Linked DNA regions of Zea mays: region 2 is linked to region 1. A link is a contact called in public Hi-C data. All regions are on one chromosome and are shown on one strand. Each heading gives the region's core, a stretch centred on a gene start, on an enhancer-like site or on the middle of the called end of the contact. The rest is flanking DNA. Distances are from core to core; before and after follow the strand shown. Region 1 holds the start of LOC103649923 (DNA excision repair protein CSB). Region 2 holds the start of LOC100276184.

Region 1 (7,047 bases), core at 1,535-4,034:
AAAGTTTATTTTGAATAGGTGCACCTGTCATGATTATCCTGTGCACAGTTTGCAGTTGCTTGCACACCAGCGTTATCTCAGCGTTAGGGTTCCTTATACGATGACCCTCATCCAACACAGCATATCCCCATTCTATATCAAGCAACTTCTCCCCTAAGATTCTTAGCTGCTCATATGTGGTTAAAAGCAAACCTGATCCCGAATTTACTACCCGTGAAATCAAGTCATCCCACTTCTTTGCAGGCTTTGCACGTCTAACCTCTTCCTGATCACTATCCCAAGAACCTTCGCTGTCAGAATCACTATATGCCTTGCTCTTTTTACTCGAACCATTTGCAGAATCATGTAAGATTTCCACCTTGAATTTTGGATACCACCTACTGGCCTCCCTTTGCCACTGTTGAAGAAGTGTTACAGGACAAACAACGATGCTGGGCTTGTACATGCCGCTGTTATGCAAAGAACCAAGAAATGATAGAACTTGCACAGTTTTTCCCAGGCCCATTTCGTCTCCAATAATTCCACCGGCTCTTTGACAGTGTAACTCCCACAGCCACTGCACTCCCACTTTTTGGTAATCAAATAGCTGTTCATAAATTGTGCCAGGAATTCTCAAACCACCTTCAAGAATAACAGGAGATAATCCACCTTCTGCTGCTTGATCATCATCCTCAGAAACTGATGTCGCAAAGTCCCCAACATCCTCACCTGTGAATACACAAATATTTCATTAGGAGATGTGTTCTATTCTGTTGAGTCATAGGGAACAACAAGAAAGGTATGGCGAGATAATCATTGATGATTTATTTTCAAAAGTTTTTTTCCCTTCCTGGTGGTGGTTTTGGGTTACCAATAAATAATAGGAAGAGGTTGCCAGGGCATGGAGCAATGAGTTGCCCAGGGGACTTATATAATAAGAAAACAACAAGAAAGATTACATCATTTGGTATATGCATACAGATTACAGAAATAGAATAATAGCAGAACCTACAGTCTAAGAAACTGTAAACCAAATTTGGCATACCATCAGTTTCCAATAGTGATTCCTTCCTTGAATTGGCTTTTCTCCATTTCTTGTCAGGCAAAGGCCTCTTGGTCTTATTCCTTTGTCTCTTCCTTTCCCGTCCTTCTGAACTAGGAGGTACAGGGCGTTTTAGGGGTCTTCCAAGCCTTTGAAATGGAGCAGTAGGTGCGTCCAGCCTAGGTAAAGATTCTGGATCAAGCAATTTTGTTGTAGGGCGACTTTGTGCAATTTGCTGCATTGACTGAGCGACTCTAGCAATCCTGGAAGCTTCAATTGCTTCTTCAGCTTGTTCGGAGGGATCATTTTGCCTATGAGAAGGTCCAGGTAATTCAACACGCTTCTCAAAGCCCTTCAATTTGTGAAATGGTGTCAGCAAGCCCTTCCTGATTAGTTCTTCCCTTTCCTACAGCAAACATAACATAACATCAGAATTAAAAGGCAGTGAAACATGGCAAATAAGACCAAAAAAAGAAGTAAGAAACCCCAAGGATAGCTCACTGTTTCCATAAATCCTGCAGAAGCCCCATCAAGCACTGCATCGAAGTCATCGTCGTCATCATAACTCATGGTTTTCAGTCTAGGAGCTGACGTTTTCTTAGGCCCTCGAGCCGGCATTAGCGACTTCTTCTTACGCCTTGGCTCCTCTTCAACCAGCATGGCTAGCATTTTATCTTTCCTGTTGTCCGAGCCAGATGGGTAGGGGTCCGACTGCAATATCTCTTTCTGAATCTGAGCTTTAGCTTTCTTGAGGCTTTTAAGGCGCTCAGTGGCAAGAGCCTGCTGGAGCGCTCCTCCATGAGGTTCATCCTGAGAAGTGTGATTGGCTTGTTTCTGCTTCTTTTTATCTTGTCCATCAACGCTGGCGTTCTTAGCTCTTTTAATGGTGGAAGCTACGGCATCGATCTCGAGTTGCACGGAACGCAGCTTCTGGTGCAGATTGGCCTGCGCATCAAACTCAGGCGCAACACTACTCCCGCTGGGGTCATCGACGGCTGCTCCTGGCTCGTCATCGCGCTTCGGTTCAGTTTGGACCTGCACACCACATACAGGAGGGCAACTTGAGCAACTTGGTGGTGCGGGGATTACTCAAAGCTGCGAGAGGACTTTGCCTGCGAGAGGATTTTCTTCTCGATGTCCTCGATGTTGGCGGACGTGACGCCGAGGCTGTGCAGCAGGCGCTGGTCGTCGTCCTCTTCGTCCATGGCGTCTGCCGGAGACGAGAGGCACAAGGCTCTCGCGGGCGAGCGCGTAGCAAGGGGCAAAGTAGCGGCCTTGTAGCCCCAGCACCCAGGCTTTGGGGATCTGAATAGCGAGGGGGCAGAGTAGGAATCCAGTCGAATTTGTCAGATGATATGCGCCAACCAAGCGAGGGCCGACGGATGGGTGGGATGGATTACTCACCACCAGTAACCCAATCCAATCCAATCCGTGTCGGCCGGCGGATGGGGGAGGGACGCCACGGCGGGGTAACAGCAATTCAACAGAGACGGCGGAGTACCGGCGTCCTCGCGTGCTGCTTAGTAGAGGCCGCGGCGGAGGAGGCTAAGAATTCCAGATGCCTCCCTCCAGTCCGCCCGTCCCTCCCCCTCCTCCCCGGGGCGAGCGCGATAGGGTACGGGGCTTCTTCCCCGTCTCAGCCCTCTCCGATGAACAGACCCCAACAGTAGCGGGGGCGGGGGATTCGTCGTTGTACTTGTATCGGTCGTGTACAGACGCCGCGCCGCCTTTGTGTTGGGTTTGGGTGTGTGACACACCTCTCACCACGTGCTTGATCCGGTGTCCGTTTAAATTAATAACACGATCTCAAATTTATAAAATATAAATAACTCGTTTAATATTTTTATACTTTTATAAGTATTTCATCTGTTCTTTTTTTTTCATGGTTTAGTTCAAAAATAAAAGCGATAAATATTCGAGAATGTAGGTAGTTATTTGTAAGACAAATAAGTGCATATAAATATTAGGGTTTAAAATTAAATAACAAGTAGTTATTTGTAGTTAAAATTTTATAAGTTTGATTTGAATTTTGTCCAAAATGACAAATAATAGGACATAGGAGGGAATATGCGGCAAGTTTAATTACTAGTAAAAACGTTGTCGGGTACCGTAATTAGGGGTACCCCCAATGCTTCTAAACGCGGCTCGAAAACATCTTTAGAGCAAACCATACACGACTGATAAGCACGATTCAAGTCAGGACCTCGACTACCAAGGGACGCGACCTCATCCGAGCCCAGCCTCGGCCTCGGACAGTAGTCTCGGCCGGATTCACGCCTCGCCCGAGGGCCTCCTCAGGCAGTAGGCGCACCCTCGGCTCGCCCGAAGCCCAGCTTGGGCAAACTTTGTCGTACAGCGACCTCGACCGGATCGCGCTATCAACCGACCGTATCGCATGCGCATTTAATGCGGGGATCGTCTGACACCTTATCCTGACACGCGCGCCTCGGTCGGCAAGGTCGAAGTGACTGCAGTCACTTCACCCTTTCACTGACCGATGTGACAGGAAAACAACGCTATTCACCCCGTTCCGACTGCTGTGCCAACCACCAGGGTAAAGCTGAGTCACGACCTCCCCCGAGTTCAGCCTCGGGCGCAACAGGGAGCTCCGCCTCGCCCGACCCCAGGCCTCGGCCTCAGGAGAAGTCTCCGCCTCGCCCGACCTAGGCCTCGGACCGACTACGCTACAGGGGATACATCATTACCCTACCCCTAGCTAGCTGCCTCAGGCTACGAAGGAACAAGACCGGTGTCCCATCTAAGGTTACTCCGGTAACAGGTAATGATGGTTCCCCGCGTGTGCCCATGACGTCAGTTGCTCTCAACCCCCTACGGAAGCAAGGAAACGTCAGCAGGATCCATGCCGCACCGCGAGCTATGCTTCTACAGGGCTCAAGGCACTTCTCCGACAGCCACGTTAGCACACGTACAGGGCTCAAGGCGCTTCTCCGCCAGCCACGTTAGCACATAGCTACACCCCATTGTACAGCTGGGCATCTCCGTGTATCTATAAAAGGGGATGTCCAGGGCCTTCCTAAGGCACGTTGAGACGTTGAGACGTTGAGAATAAGGGGAACGCAGAGACGCGGGGCAGACGAGACAGGCAGAGACGGACGCACGCAGGGACTCTCTCTCTCTCTCGCTCTCGTCCTCGCTCTCTCGCGACGCTTGTAACCCTACTACGAGCACCCCGGTGCAAGATAATATAAGCCTCATTCCCCCGCTTGTGTTCCATCTTGCATCAACACATCTGGGCAGGGGCACGCAGCAACAAATTCACTGGTCGGTTGACGGTCCTCGCGGGTCCGAAACGCCGACAGTTGGCGCGCCGGGTAGGGGCTCGCTGCGTGTTAACAAATACTTTCCCGTTGAGTTCCAGATGGGTAGCCTTCAGTAGCCTCTTCAGCCGGGGACGGTGCTCTGCTTCGGGAGTCTCGAGTTCATGTCCCGCGACGGCAGCTACGACATGGTACTCCTCCCCTCGCAGCGTGACAGCAACGACGGTCGTCGGCTCGCTCGGCGGCGGCGAACTCAACGACGACTTCCCCCCATGGCATAAGAGGAACACCCGAGTTTGCCCCCGCCACCCTCCTCGCCGGAGGAGGAGAAGACGGGGCAACCGTGGCCAGGCAGGAGGCGGCACCTCGTCGGCTGTCGGACCAGAGCGAGTCGACAACGCCGGCACCCCTGCGGGGGACATGTCAGGTGTTGTCCTCGCACCTGAGACAACGACAGGTGTCGCTTCCCCGCAACACGCCAACCCCAAGCGGACTGATGCCGCCAGCACCCTCACGAAGGACTTGCTGGGCGTTAGCCTCGTACCTGAGATGACGGTGCATTCCGTCCCTGACGCGACTTCACCACCGTCCATCAACCAAGAGGTACCATCCGTTTTCCACCCTGTCCCTTTTAGATTCAGCTTCGATCCACCAGGCGACCCTGCTTCGGTGAGAGCTTTCGCGCAAGGGCATATCCTGACCTTCCAGGGTACCATATGTGGTCATCTTGGGACCGACTGACGGCCGTCTCAACCTCCGGACCCATGGGTTCCGAGGAAGACGACGACCCCGACTTCGGTTGGGATTTCTCCGGACTTCGTGATCCTAGTGCCATGCGAGACTTCATGTCTGCATGTGACTACTGCCTCTCCGGCTGCTCTAACGATGACCATAGCTTTGACGACGAGGGTTACGACCTAAGTCGCGAGTGTTTCCACATCGATTAGGGGGGATCACGACGAAGACAACCACCTCGGCATGCTGGAAGATCACAACCCCATGTGCCTGCGTCTCGCGTTGAGATCCCGCGGGAGCTAGCTGTGGTCCTAGTCCCTGCGGGGGGGGGTCAGGACACACAGCTCGAGCAACTCCGTGAGATGCAGGCCAAGCTCGACGAAGAAGCGGGGCGACTTGTGCAGCTCCGACAAAACATCGAGCAGGAGTGGGTAGGACGAGCACTTGCCGAAGGAGCGCGTCATCAGGCCCGGGACGTCCAGCGCCGTATCGTTGACGATGCCAGGGCAGGGCTGCCCCCGGCCTTCAGCGGGGCCGGCCAGAACCTAGCTGCAGCAGCGATGCTACTCCGAACAATGTCGGAGCCATCCACCACCGAGGGGCGGCGTATCCAGGGCGAACTCAAGAATCTCCTGGAAGATGCCGCAGTCCGATGAGCCGAGAGCTCTGCCTCCCGAAGGCAAGGGTGCCCCTCGGAGCATCGCGCAATGCCCTCCCGACGCATACGGGAGGCCTCGGTCCGCACCGAGCGCACACGGGACGGGACGGGACGCCTGTAACCCCAGACCGCCTCGGCAGCGAGCAGTGCCGCCGCGACCGTTGAGCCCGCCTCGAGGAAAGGGTGCACCGAGGCTACCACCCCAGGCACGGAGGCCGCTACGACAGTGAGGAGGATCGGAGCCCCTCGCCTGAACCGCCAGGTCCGCGAGTCTTCAGCCGGGCCATACGACGGGCGCCGTTCCCGGCCCGATTCCGAGCCCCGACCACCATCACCAAGTACTCAGGGGAGACAAGGCCGGAGTTGTGGCTTGCGGATTACCGATTGGCATGCCAGCTGGGAGGGACGGACGACGACAACCTCATCATCCGCAACCTCCCCCTTTTCCTCTCCGACGCTGCCCGGGCATGGCTGGAGCATCTACCTCCTACGCAGATCTCCGACTGGGACGACCTGGTCAAGGCCTTCGTGGGAAACTTCGAAGGTACATACGTGCGCCCTAGGAACTCATGGGACCTCCAAAGCTGCCGCCAGCAGCCAGGGGAATCCCTGCGAGAGTACATCCGGCGGTTTTCCAAGCAGCGCACCGAGCTGCCCAACATCACCGACTCGGACGTCATCGGGGCGTTCCTCGCCGGCATCACGTGCCGGGACCTGGTGAGCAAACTAGGGCGCAAGACTCCCACCAAGGCGAGCGAATTGATGGACATCGCCACCAAGTTCGCCTCTGGTCAGGAGGCGATTGAAGCCATCTTCCGGAAGGACAAACAGCCTCAGGGAAGACAGAAGGGAGACGCCCCCGAGGCGTCCGTCCAGCGTGGCACGAAGAAGAAGGCCAAGAAGAAGGCACAAGCAAAACGCGACTCTGTTGACGCAGATCTCGTCGCTGCTGCCGAACACAGGAACCTTCGGAAACCTCTCGGAGGGGCCAACACGTTCGACAAGATGCTCAAGGAGTCGTGCCCCTATCACAGGGGTCCCGTCAAGCACACCCTTGAGGAGTGCGACATGCTCCGGCGTTACATCATCAAGGCTGGACCCTCGGCAGAAGGTGGCAAGGACCAAGGCGACAACAAGAAGGGGGCGTCAAGGAAGAGGAGTTCCCGGAGGTCCACAACTGCTTCATGATCTACGGCGGACAAGTGGCGAACGCCTCGGCTCGACACCGCAAGCAGGAGCACCGGGAGGTCTACTCGGTGAAGGTAGCGGCGCCGGTCTACCTAGACTGGTCTGACAAGCCCATCACCTTCGACCAAGGCGATCACCCCGACTGCGTACCGAGCCCAGGAAGGTAC
Region 2 (7,047 bases), core at 2,521-5,020, 250 kb after region 1:
ATGTTAATATTTTTATTAAAATATTTTAATTTCATTTTTTATAGCACTTAATTATTTTCTAATCCTATTACAATTTACATTTGCCGTATTTGTTTATTAATATAACAAATTTAGATAAGTAGCAAAAGCAGGGTTCAAGCTACTTTCAACTTTATACTATAGAAAAACTGTATTTTTAAAAGAGCTGCAGTGAACTCCTTTGGCTCAGCTTCTGATTTTTTAAAGCCAAAATAGGTTTGAAAAGCTGAACCAAATACATAACAAACTTGCGTTGAGCCCACCGAAGATGCTGCTGCAAAAAAACTATAGTGTTGCCGAGATAAAGGCAGAAAGCACTGCTGTGCCCCCACAAATTTTGTAGAGGAAATCTGCCTTTCCGACGCAAGTGGAAGAAGATTTTCCCTAACACGTGCAACTGCATTATCTCGTCACTTTGGAGGGTAGCAGATCGAGAGAGGTCGCGCACACTAGATCCTAGATCCTACTACCATCTTGCTGTATGCAGGTGTAGAAGAAGTAATAGTGGATCGTCGCTGATGAGAGCAAGAAGAGACCTGAGGAGGCCCTGCGGCGAGCGAGAGCGATCAACATCGGTCAGGTCAAATCTGAATTCCTTTTAACTTTTAGATTTGGACTTGTTGGGAAACAATCAAACCGTCCCCCTCGCCGCTCCTTCTCTCTTTCGGCTTTGACTTGGACATCTCACTTGCACTGTCCGGACGAACATGCGGTAGCCGGAAGCCTTTAGCTAGTCATCATATCATATCATCGTTGGGTCTGAACTCTGAAGAACGCATGAACTCTGAAGAACGCATGGAAAAAGCTTCTTCTTTTCGGCGTGTTCATTTGGATGAAGAAGGAGAAGAAGAAAATTAATTAGAAAGGACGGAATCACAGTCACGCCGGAAAGTGCAAATAAAGCGCGCGGAGGCGGCATCATCTCCGATCGGTTCATCACCAAGATGGAGATCCAATCATACCGGCCGGTGGTGCATGCATGTCTCTTGGTCCAAGAGTAGAGACAGCCTTGGCGACCAAAGAGGCTGGGGCTGGGGCTTGCATTGCGGTGGTTAGGAAGCAGCAGTAGGTGAAACGAAACCATCCTGTTAGAGAGCTGCCGTTTTGGCTTTGTGCGAGTGGCTTTGTGGTAGTGGCGCGTACTGTTGAGGTGTCCTGCTCCTTCCTCCTCTTCCTACGGGCTATCTCACTCATCCTCATCTTACAATTCAAACTCTACTGTATATGTCTACAGTACAAAACAGTTTTTATATGGCTACGGCATGCACAATCTGCTATTCATAGCCTAATTCATGTTCCCTCACTAGTCTCATGCACGCCCCAGCTATGTGTTTGGTTTGAGGTCAAAGGAGGACGAGACGAGAACAACATCGTCTACTCGATTTTTTGGATCACGCCACCACCAAAATTACTCCGGTGTTCACTTCGCCCTCACATGCCTCTCATCCAAACACTATATAAATTGTGGACGTCCCCTTTATCCCTCCTTATACATCCAATCAAATACACCATACGTACTCCTGGCCGAATTTTTTGTATTTCAGCCCAATTTATGAAAAATATTCACGTTTAGACCCCTGGATGACTTATGTCAGTTTTAGACCCTTTGCTCGGCGCCATGTCTCATAGCGCCGAGCTAACACAACTCGACGCCATAGATCTTGGCGCCGAGGCGTGTGTTGCGATGGCCACCGGGCGATGACGTGTTGCCGACGGGGAACCGAGCTCGGCGCCATAGATTTTGGCGCCGAGCTCGGAAGTAAAATATCAGCCATCCTTTCTCTATCCCGCTACTCTCTCCCATCTATACCTTGGTATACAAAGTTTTCCATCTTAAATCTAGTCGTTTTTCACAAGATTGGAATGGAGAGAATGTTAAGAAAAGAGGTGGGCGCAGCTCTCGGCCAGGAGAACGACCGATTTATAGGACTTCCTAGCTCAGTGCCAAGATCTGTGACACCGAGCTAGGAGGTCACGTCAGCGCCACGACAGCCCTAGCCACCGCTGCCCGCCGACGCCACATTAAAGCTCGGCGCCATTAGGGGTGACAATGAGCTTTAAATTTTATACTATAAGATTTAAGGATCGGATCGAATTAGGATCACGCCCTATTTGTACTCATTTTTGAACTAGAATTTATTTATGGCCCTACTATTTTGTGAAGAAGCATTTGGATCACGATCTATTACCACCCCTAGGCGCCATAGGCTATGGCGGCAAGTGTTGGTCACTTGTTCTCAAATGCTATGAGTTAAGAACAAGACAACACAAAATATTAAATGTTAATGTCTTTCGTCCTTCGAAGCATTATTTCTCTTAGGATATAATGATCTTCAGATAAAGGTTATAAAGGACATACCTTCATAAATACGGTATATGTTAATAAAAGAAGAAACATATGAAATATAAGAGACAATATAAACAATCATATAACATTATTAATTCATTCTCATCATATTATCCTGAAAAGACAGAAACAATATTGAATTACAAATGTACCTTCGGCTTGATAGAGGGTAAAAGTACAAGCGTGACACACAAGCGAATATAAGTCAGCGTGAACGGTATGGGGGCACTGTTCATCTATTTATAGGCACAGGACGCAGCCTGTGGGAAATTACATTGATGTCCTTTACATTTACTATTGACTTATAGATAAATCTATGAGGATTAGATAGACTTTTCCCCTTTAAGTCGGTTCCTTTTTCCGTTATTTAGTCGAAGCTCCCTTGCACGTAGCTTCGAAGCAACTCTAACCTTCGTCACGATCATGCTTTTTACATCGTATATGCTTTTAACCCGAGTTCGAAGTTACCTATTCATATGTCACACTTAGAAGATATTGTTAAATTACGTTTTTTAGGAACTTCGGAGAACGAAGGCCCCCAACAGCGAGATGTGTTAGCTCGGCGTCATAAGCTGTGACGCCGAGCTAAGGATCCAAAACATGAAATAAGTCATCCAGTTGTTTAAATGTACTTTTTGTAGAAAAAATGTTTAAAAACCAAAAAATCGGTACTCCTGGCAAGCGGGCCCAGACATTTGAGATTGGGTATTCAAAAATTCAAAAGATTGAAGAATTTAGTGTTTAACACTATTTTATGTAATACATTATTGACAAATTAGTGTTCTAACACTATAGATCACCAAAAGCATAGGTATTCAATGAATACCCATGAAACCCCCTGGGCCCGCCCATGCCTGGCCCTGCGCCGACGTCGTCGTCCTTGCAATTCCATACGCAGCAGCGCGTAGGGGACGAACAGGAACATCACGCACCGGCGGGCTGGTTGATTATTTCGATGGCGGCATGGATGTCCGTGTTGTCCTGTACGCCACTGCCATCGTCTCTCAGCTTCTAGTTCCAGCAGTCAGTGCTGCGCTGCGCTGGACTTTTCGGCGCATCTTAAATAATGGCCCAGTGCAAAGCTTCATTCCTGTACCAAACTACTACTATATAGTACTACTCCAGTATAGTGATAAATCCTCCTTGCGTTTCGCTCTTAATTCAAGCAGAGCTTGTTGTTTGATATATATGTTTAATTGCAATTAACATCGATCTGGGATATTCTGAACCGTGATTCGTGTCTACCTGATGATCCTCATCATCAGCAGTCCAGAATCCAAAGGCTAAAGACCAGGAGTCAGGTGCAAGTCCTAACTGAAAGTCATTATATTAATTTTGCATTGGTGTGGCGCACTTTGGTGGTCATTATATTGCTCCGGTCCGGTTAATTTGCTCTGGCGTGGCATGCGGGCATGTGCATGACAGCTCCGTCGCAACCTCTGTATTTTGGTCCCTCCCTCTTGGGCCGTAGGGCACCTTGTGTGCACCCTGCATATATGTGGAGAGCTCATCTCTGCCAGTGCCAGGCCACACGCACACCAAGAGATAGAGATTGCTGGTCGAGAAGAAGAGATGTTACATATATAATAACTACTGTAGGCAGCGGCATCTCCTGCTGGGACGAAGATTCAAGAAGCTAGCTAAGAGAGAAGGGCATAACGAGATAATAAGCAGCGCGCGAAGATGCAAGACTGGGCGCCGGTGTTCGTCTCGCTGGTGCTCTTCATCCTGCTGTCGCCGGGCCTGCTGTTCCAGATGCCGGGCAAGTGCCGGATCATCGAGTTCGGCAACTTCCAGACCAGCGCCATCTCCATCCTCGTCCACGCCATCCTCTTCTTCGCCCTCGCCGCCATCTTCCTCGTCGCCGTCGGGGTGCACATGTACCTCGGCTCCTAGGCGGCGGCGCGGGGCGCCGTACCTTCTCTCTCTCGCCGCGCGCGCCATCGTTCTCTTCTTTTATGTTCTCTCTCTATATATATAGTCTGTATGAATGAATGATATCATATAATAATGTACGTACCGTCGTCCATGCATTTGCCCTTATATCTGTCTGCCTTCTGATCCGTAAACGAATTCAGTTCTTCAGTTTTTTTTTCCTCCTCTACCGTTTGTTCACAAAGCTAGCTCAGCTGTAGCGTGCTGCGTGCATGCATGAACCATGATGGCGTAGTATCAGATCGACGACGAAAGGAGCTAGAGCAGGTTTCGCTTTTGTGCCTCTGATTAATCTGATGCAGCTAGAGCGTCGCAGTACGTACATACTGTAGGAGTGTAGCCGTATACGTACGTACGTACGTAGAGGTCTCTCGCTTGGTGCCGGGTCGCGGCGTGGGCGATGTGATGGGCGTAGCAAAGGAACAAAAGCAATTGATACGCTAGCTACCTCTCTCGTGAGCAAGTGAGCAACATGGACGTCGTCTTGTGTGGTTCACTGCTGATACGGGACGGCCGGGTCGCTGCAGATCTCATCTGGCTTGGCATCCATGTGAGAGAGATATGCTTGGCTATGGCGGTATGGCCTATATCTATACGGGATATGAAGCGTGTGGATCAGGTAACTCCGGCCTGCTCGCGCCACACGAAGACGACGCACGAACGGCGGCCAATTGAAACCAACGACTGCGTGCGTGAGCCTATAGATGGACAATGAGCATGAGGCCCGTGAGCCTAGCATGAAGCCCGCTGTTTGGGTTCGATCCAAGCCCGGTACGGCTCGGTTCTATGCGGGCCCGGGCCGACCCGGCAAGAATAAGTGGGCCGAACTCGGACAGAAAACTAGGCATGGTGGGCTAGCCCGGCACGGCCCGTTTACCTCTAAGCCCGTTAAGCCCGCTTTTTGCACTAAAACGTGCTTACGGGCCCGCTTAGCCCGTTTTCCGTGCTAAATAGGCCGACCCGACCCGTTTAGGCCCGCTGAGGGCCGGGTTCAGACAGGAAATTGACCCCGCAAACTTAGCCCGGTTTTCTAACCGTGTCTGGCGAGCCGGGCCCAAAACACACGTTAGGGCATCTCTACGTGAGCCTGATGATGTGACGTACACTACCGGAATCCGGGTCTTTGCCGAGTGCTTTTTGTCGGGCATTCGGCAAAGAAGCCGTTGCCGAGCGTCGCACTCAGCAAAGTCCTGCTCTCAGTAACGACGACGTTTGCCGAGAGCAGGACTCTCGGCACAAGAATACACTCGACAAAGATTTTTTTGCCGAGTGCCACACACTCGGCGAAGGGCGGCTCTAGGCAAAGGCCGTCAGCCGCCGTCAAAAGCTGACGGACGTTACCTTTACCGAGAGCCGAGTTCTGGCACTCGGCAAAGAATCTTCTTTGCTGAGTGCACCACCCCCCCACCCCCCCCCCCCCGTTTGACACTCGGTAGAGCAGGCTGTGCCGAGTGCCCCAGCTGGACACTCGGCAAAGTATTTTTATTTTTTTTATTTTGCCAAATAAACTTTTTTTATTTCTCTTAGGTTTCTACACATACTGCCTCACAACTTTCTCGAAACATTCTCAAATTTTTATCACAGACTCTATATATGATATCATGACATGTGGACAAGGTTCATGATTTTTTGTCTTTGTTTGTGTTTTATACAATTTTTAAACTACTTGATGGCAAGTTCACGGTCATGTTTAGTGAGCATGATGCTCGAAAATTTCAGTCTACTCCTGAAATCGGTCGTAACTTGTGTTAACTAAAACGGATATCATTTTTGCATTCACGATTTTCATTTTTCGAGTGACTTGCAGTTCAAATCAGAATCGTCCGAAGAAATTCAATTAAACGAACTAAATCGAATAGTTATAGAAAACACTTTTATAACTATGCCAAAATGAAACATTTAAGTCTACAAAGTGTAAAAACATGCCACAAAAAGTTTGGTTGGCAAAATAAAAAAAAATTAAAAATATGCTTTGTCGAGGCCCAAGGAAGGCACTCGGCAAAGAATGCTTTGCCGAGTGCCAGACGGGGGACACTCGGAACATATGTCTTTGCTGAGTGCTTGTTAGGGGACACTCGGCAAAGACGTCTTTGCCGAGTGCCCGCGATTTGGCACTCGGCAAAGCGTATTTTTAAATTAAAAAAAAATTGTCGAGTGCCAGATCGCGGTCACTCGACAAAGAATGTGACATTAGCCGCACCGAGCGCCCACTCGGGCACTCATTTCTCTCTCGCCGCTCTCTTCTCTCTCCACCGACAGTCGTCGTCGCCGCCTCCATGCCACGCTGCCGCCTCCACGCCACGCCGCCTCCACCAGCAGCAAGATGACGACGACGCTTAGTAGGACGCCTCAGGTTTGAGGAGCGTCTACCTATGAGGTCCCACGAGTCTCCCTCAGTGTCTCATACTTTGGGACAGGCGGTCGCTGATTCGGCCTGATGGGGAGAGGCATGTAACTTTATGTTCTTCATTCTTCTTCATATTATATGTTCAAAATCATAATATAAACTAATACTTTTTATTTTTCACTTGAACGGGTCTTGTACGGTTGTGGAGAATGCTGGGGGTCATCGTCGCAACCCCAATGGCATCCTCGGTCTGCTGTGCAGGGAACACTTCCCTAAACTAGCTGAGTACGCCGGAGTGACGGGCCCAGCCTACACCTTCGACCACTACGTCGTTGCCCCCGATGTAGTAGACCGGGACGGCCAGGAATTCAATAACAAGGCGGAGCGGGTGAAGCAAGAG

Evidence for each region. A called contact is a pair of places that touch in the nucleus more often than the background predicts.
Region 2: a contact with region 1 is called in a Hi-C map of ear, with 2.6 times the contacts expected there. The contact joins the promoter of LOC100276184 here to the promoter of LOC103649923 in region 1. A contact is called at or near these places in 5 of 25 Hi-C or Micro-C datasets (bundle sheath, ear, leaf and 1 more).

Annotation. Positions count from the first base shown.
Region 1 is chr3:32,346,727-32,353,773 of Zm-B73-REFERENCE-NAM-5.0, forward strand. LOC103649923 (DNA excision repair protein CSB) reads right to left here and starts at 2,785. Exons shown (of 7, transcript XM_008675604.3): 1 at 2,426-2,785; 2 at 2,134-2,326; 3 at 1,523-2,056; 4 at 1,025-1,427; 5 at 1-708. The coding sequence starts at 2,226.
Region 2 is chr3:32,599,578-32,606,624 of Zm-B73-REFERENCE-NAM-5.0, forward strand. It overlaps LOC100276184, which reads left to right and starts at 3,771. Exons shown (of 1, transcript XM_020550170.2): 1 at 3,771-4,450. The coding sequence starts at 4,049. The coding sequence ends at 4,261.